2 separate regions of the Mus musculus genome follow, and region 1 is linked to region 2. The links are chromatin contacts, called in public Hi-C maps. All regions are on one chromosome and are shown on one strand. Each heading gives the region's core, a stretch centred on a gene start, on an enhancer-like site or on the middle of the called end of the contact. The rest is flanking DNA. Distances are from core to core; before and after follow the strand shown.

Region 1 (2,855 bases), core at 122-2,621, 350 kb after region 2:
AATACCTCATATACTTGGCCAGCCAGCATGGGGACAAGCCTGGCCTTGTGATCCAGAAATCAAACTCTCTCAATTTTAGATGCCACCTCACCCCTCTGCTCTGTCAAGAGGGGTGCTTAGTGAGGTGATGGGATCTCCTGGCTCTGAAGGAATCCCTTCCAGCCAGCCTCTTCTGGCACACACTGCAGACTTTGTTAGGCCTTACACAGACTGTCAGGAAGTGCCATCAGCTGACATGCTCACTGACCCCCTCTAGCTGTCCAGAGTCTGGGCCCTCCCTGTCTTTGTTCCACTGGGGCCTTCCTAAGGTAGCCAAGGCTGCCAGGAACTCTCTAGAAACCCTCTAGTTAGTCTTTAGCTACTTACTCCTTCAGGCTCCTTCTCCTGTCCCTCCTGCCTTCTTTTGCTGACCACTTCTGTGTTATCTGTAAGGTATTCGGAACTCTGCCTGTACTCTCTCCCTCCTCAGCACTGACTCCCAAGAAGTTGACAGTAAGCAGCAAGCCAGGCAGACCCGCTTAACCTATGTGTCATGCTTACCTGGCCCCTCTAAGGTATCTTTGGCTTGCCTCAGCTAGAACTCCATCAGGCAGCTAAAATAATCTATCCCATATTCTCTGAGGATACCTTCAAACACTCAGACTTGGTTACTCTGGCTAGGCAGGCACACACACACACACAGAGAGAGAGAGAGAGAGAGAGAGAGAGAGAGACAGACAGACAGACACACACACACACACTGACACACCTACCTTTTCCTTCCCAGCAAGGTCTGGGCCAGGCCTCCCCACTCTCAGGTGGAGCAATATCCAGTCCAGGGCTGAGTCTGAAGATAGTGTCCCCGTACACACTTGGTCTTATCACCACAAATGTACCTGTGCTAGAGGTCATGCCAAAGACGGTTCCTCTGGTGCTGACCAGGCTCTCAGCAGCGACTGAAAGGAGCCCTGGCTCAGAGTGCAGGCAGACAGGTATTCTACTTCTGCTAGGAGCCTGGTCCCCAGCACTAGAACACCCATGAAGAGCCATTTCCCCCAGATCTCCCCTTGTTCCAGGTTGATTCCCACCCATCCTTCCCCATCATCCGCGGAAGTCACTCACTTTCTCCAAAATTCCTGTTCTGGTCTTGTTGAACCATCTTTTCTTCAGGGAGGCACACCCAACCCTCTAGACCACACGGGGCCCAGCTCTCTCAGTTCCTCAAGTTTGGCAGATTGCTGGGCACCTAGCCCAGCATGTCTCTTTCCCTTTAGTAACAAAATCCCTACTGGGGGCTAAAAATATGAACTATTTCCCAGCTTCCACGGCAGCTAAGTGTGACATCCAATTTGCAGCCAATTGGATTGAGAAGCAAACAGACATCCTTCTGGAGTGGGCATGCCTCGTCTTCATGCCATCCCCACCTCCGGCTACTCAGAACACCAGTGTGGTGGCGACAGTCCCACAGATATCTTGGACCAATAAGAATGACGATGGATGGCGTAGCGGAAGCCACCTGAACCTCGGTGGCTTGCTGGCTCGCTGTCAGCTGTGACTCTCGGCCTTCACGTTTCTTTCATGTGAAGGTCATCACGCCACCCCTGACACAAACTGAATTTTCTGTCGAGAGCAGTTGGCTGTTTTACTGGCTAAACAGTATTTACCACATAGGCACTTGCTTGCTTAGAATGTGTTTTCTGCAGCATGCTGTGAACTCTGGGGGTTGGGGGTGGGGGTAGAGTAGGGGTGCTGGTCTGCTCTGGTCACCTGAGTCCTCAACACCTAATACACGCAGCACAACACAGGGGATGCTCCCAAAGACAAAAGAACCAGCTCAGGGTAGGCTCCATGTGTTTAAGGACAGGGTTTTGTATGACCAGGACTAGGGCTCAGTGTGAGCAGGGTCAGTATATAACCAAAACCAGAGTTGTGTATGAGTGGAATTGGGCCTGTTTGATCAGTATGTGAGCAGGTGTGGGGCATACTGTCTAGCTGGAACTATAGCTTAGTGTATACCCATGGTGGGAGCAGCATCCAAACTCAGTATTGACAGGATTAGGGCTCTGCTGGAACTAGAGTAGGGTCCAAATAAATCCCTAACACTGGAAACTGTTATTTCCAAGAGGGGCAAATGTTAGCTACACTGGCATTTTCAGGGTTCAGAACCTAAAATGTGGACCCCCTCCCCTAGAAATTTCTCAGAGTTGGTGGCACTGAGATAGACCTCTGGGATTCACAGGACAGGACAGCAGGCTCTCCTTCCTGAGAGGGGACTCTTATTACAGGTGGAACAACCATGTACCAGGGCAGGGGCAAGGTAGGAAAGCCAGGCACTGGGTCAAGGCCAGCAGAATGTATGGCCGTAAAGTCTAGGTTTTTCCTAGACAAAAATCATGGGCACTGCTCACCCATGTGACATGCAAATAAACAGAAAGCTTCCATCCACATCAAGACACCAACCACGATGCTATCCCACCCAGGCCAGCATGGCTTCTGACCTCCTCCATAGGGGATCCAGGCAAACCATGGTCTGGTGGCCAGACCTGGCTCCCAAAGGCTACCGAACTTATGATGCTATGGCCTGTGCCCCACCAACTGGAACTGGAAGCATGGAGCCTGGGGAAAACATAGGAAGGTCTGAGACCAGAAGACCTAGCTGCCGTGCTAGAAGACAAGAGGCAGAGACATTCACCACCCACCGGGCAAGGGCCAGTCTCCACGTCTCATTTACTGAGAGCGCTGCTGTGTGGCTTCTGCTGTTCTTTTGTGCTATTATGAGAATATATTTTACAGGAAAAGTCAGGTACAAAATGGTAGCCCACAGCACACAAGGCTGAATGCAGTGCAGAGAGATGACACAGAATGGAAGGCTCTGG
Region 2 (3,162 bases), core at 534-3,033:
AATGATCAGGACAGGGTCAGTACAGAGCCTCAGAACTGCCTCCAGGGTCAGGATCAGAAGCAGAGTCACAGGTGAGGACTCTGAGGCAGATTCAGCTGGGAAGGGAGGTCTTGGCCACCAGGATGCACCATATAGCCAGGAACACACTGATTACATGGGGTCCTCAGAGCATCGAGCTGCCTGCAGTTCTCAAAACCCTCTGGCCTCCAAAGCCACTGCACATTAATTTTCTGAGTTGTGACCTATGGAGACAATATTGAGACCCCAGTCTTGGGCTCTAGACTTCTGGTGGTCAGAGGTTAGAACCTCCAATAACTGACTCCAGGGATGGACCTCACAGCCTGAGCCAGCACTGACTGGGCAGAGAAACTTGGTGTGCAGAGTAGGAGGTGTGAGGCTCAGGACTCTTTCTGTTTCCTCTTCTATCACCTTACAGAGCCAGGAATGTGACTCTTAGCCCACAGAAGCCATTATGACATATCAGAGCAATGTGTTTTCTAAAACTCTTATGGGTGGGTAACATTGCCTGGGGCAGGATATCAGACTCCAGTAGAGTGGCTCTCAACCTTCCTAATGCTATGGACCTTTAATAACAGTTCCTCATGTTGTGGTGACCGCTCCTCTCCCCCACCATAAATTAATTTTGTTGCTACTGCATAACTGTAATTTTGCTACAGTTATGGATTTTAATGTAAATGATACGCAGGATATCTGATATGTGACCACTGTGAAAGGGTGGCTCAACCCCAAAGGGGTTGCGGCACACAGGTTGAGAACCACTGCTCTGGAGGCAGGCAGCGGACATCCTGCCCAGCTTTCTGAGCACCCCACAAGGCTCTATCTGCTCCCAGGGTTTCTCTGTGCCTGTCCCTACCGCTGTGTATTTTTTGGTTTATTGGTCAAGGTCCTCCCCAAAGCTGGAAGAGAAGGCAGAGGATGGTCACACATGCTAGTTTGTATTCAGCAGGCTTCGTGGTTCCCAAAGGATCCGGGGTAATCCACTATGGCCTGCCTTACCTCTGCTGCTTCTCCATAGCAGTTGGGAGTCCAGGGATTTGCATCATCTTTGATGGAGGGGAGGATGCATCTTTGGAGCTGGGGACACACTCCTTCTAATTAGCTGCAGCAAATCCAGATTAACTATCACGCCTGGGTGACCCAGCCAGTGAGTGGTTAGAGAACAGGGGAGGCAGGTAGCAAGAACAGAGAACTTGGATGGCAGGAGAGGACTCACCATGCCAGCTCTTCACCCCTGTGTCCATCTGCTCTGAAGCTGGAAGCCTCAAGTGTAGGGTAGATGGAGAGAGTTGCCCAAGGTCAAGGCAGGTAGGAAGCAGTATGGAGCTCAGAACCCATGCTGGCTAGAGAGCTGGTTTAGGAAGGAGGTAGTCAGCCTTACTGGCTCTTGAACCTAGGCCAGCCCAGGTTGTAGGGGCAGGTCTGACATTATCCTTAGACTAAAATTTGAAGTTCTGTGGAGCTGGCAATCCCACCTGCCGTGTGGAGCATTTGGGCACATTTCTTAGATACCCAGTTAAGAGGCCCATGATCTTCAAGCAAGTTAAGAGGCCTCCATGGAAAAGACCTACTTTGGCTCACAGGCTCCCCTGTCATAACCCTCAGGGGCTGCATCCCCTTCCTTTCTCCCTTCTTGCCTCCCTTCTCCTTCCCTGCAGAGGATTGCTGACACATAGCTGAAATCCTACTGGGGCTGACTCAGGCCCCAGCTGCCCTGCCACCCCCTCCCCAGCACGGAGCAGCTCATTTTGGTGCTGAGCCCCGGGAGGCTGACTCATAAAACTTGGCTCACCCATAATGGGATGATAATGGACGGCAGGCCTGGCAGGAGATGGTCCCCCACGTTCCTAAGCATGATGTGGAGATGCCTCCTGCCCAGAGAACAGCTGTTTCTCATTAGCAGCAAAGTGGGGCTGTAGGCCACCCATCTGCACATCTGGACACATCTGTGCTTTGGAGTGCTCCTGGTCTGGCAGGTGCAGGATGGAGTTTGGGCTATGGCTCACTCGGGGTTTTCTCTGGGATCAGAGCATGGGAGTCACAGGCCAGTACACACACGGCACCATCCCTACACTACCTCCTGTTCCCAGACTGTCTTCCTCTTTTTCATTGGTTCCTCTTGGGCCTTCTACTTTACACCTCCCTTGTCTCCTAGGTCCAGGCTCTTCTTGTCCCAATTTCTTGAACCTGCTTCCCTACCTGGAGGCAGCAAGGATCACAGGATTTGGAGAATAGTCCCAGGGGACAGGAGATCACCACTGGCCAAGTTGAAGAGGGAGTATCTTGTCTTTTACCTAGTCCTCATTCCTCCCATGGAGTAAGCCTTTCTCTCCAAGGCCAAGCAGGCGACTTCTGCCCAAGCTGTGATGGTCCTTAGGAATAAAGGTTTCCTCTTTCTGGACATTTAAAAGCATCCCATAGCAGAGAATTCCTAGCCAGAGGGTGGGCGTTGCAGATGAGCTAGGCTTCCTCATGTGCATCCTCCGGAGCTGGGGTGGATGGAGTGTGCTCTGCTTGGATAGCACTAGGTGCTGCTGTCTGATAGGGAAGGACATGACTTGGGAGGCTGAGTGTTGAAGAGTGGGACACTCCAGCTTTGAGCAACACTCCTGGAGTCATCTCTTCAAATGTCCATGTCTCTGCTAAGAAATGACGCTAGTGACCTCCTTACTGGGTCCTTGCACCAGCACCAGGGAAACAGTGGTCACAGTCAGAATTCTGAGTGTGCCGAGGCTGGTTCTGGAAGTTAAAAACTGTGTCAACTCACAAAGATGATTGACAGCTGGAGTGTCATCAGCAGATGGGAGCCTGGCCCCATTCACACAGCACATAAAGACAGGGAGCAGGGGTGGGATGAGTCATCTTCTTTACCCCAGTGTAGAATAGACAGAGGTTCATAGAAGCCCCATAGAAGTTTATGTCTGTGGTTCCTATCCCAGCAGGCTCCATCACTCCCTCAGCACCTGCATGCTGGGTGCCACATGGAGTATGGAGTTGAGTAACAGCCCAATCCTCCCAAACACTTAGCCCCGCTTCAACAATCCTCTCTGGGTGAGAATGCCAGCTCATCTCACAGGTGAGGAACCTGAGGTCCTACTGGAGCACCTCCCTGGTCTGCTCCACCAGCTGCCTCCAGAGAGCACC

The links. A called contact is a pair of places that touch in the nucleus more often than the background predicts.
Region 1: a Hi-C map of cerebral cortex shows a contact between it and region 2, with 1.8 times the contacts expected there. The contact joins two enhancer-like sites. A contact is called at or near these places in 2 of 484 Hi-C or Micro-C datasets (cerebral cortex and conventional type 1 dendritic cells) and 1 of 9 other capture datasets (embryonic stem cells).

What each region holds. Positions count from the first base shown.
Region 1 is chr15:74,394,925-74,397,779 of GRCm38.p6, forward strand. Gm19859 (a long non-coding RNA gene) reads right to left here. Exons shown (of 6, transcript XR_001781685.2): 1 at 1,102-2,855. Among named protein-coding and RNA genes, the nearest start is that of Gm19859, 4.1 kb to the right of the region's middle. Within about 2 kb of position 1,372, at least 7 of the 459 cell types and tissues checked have an H3K27ac peak or open chromatin away from gene starts, as enhancers often do. A contact at or near this core is called in cerebral cortex, where this site is marked.
Region 2 is chr15:74,047,963-74,051,124 of GRCm38.p6, forward strand. No RefSeq gene overlaps it. Among named protein-coding and RNA genes, the nearest start is that of Gm32405, 50 kb to the left of the region's middle. Within about 2 kb of position 1,784, at least 7 of the 459 cell types and tissues checked have an H3K27ac peak or open chromatin away from gene starts, as enhancers often do. A contact at or near this core is called in cerebral cortex, where this site is marked.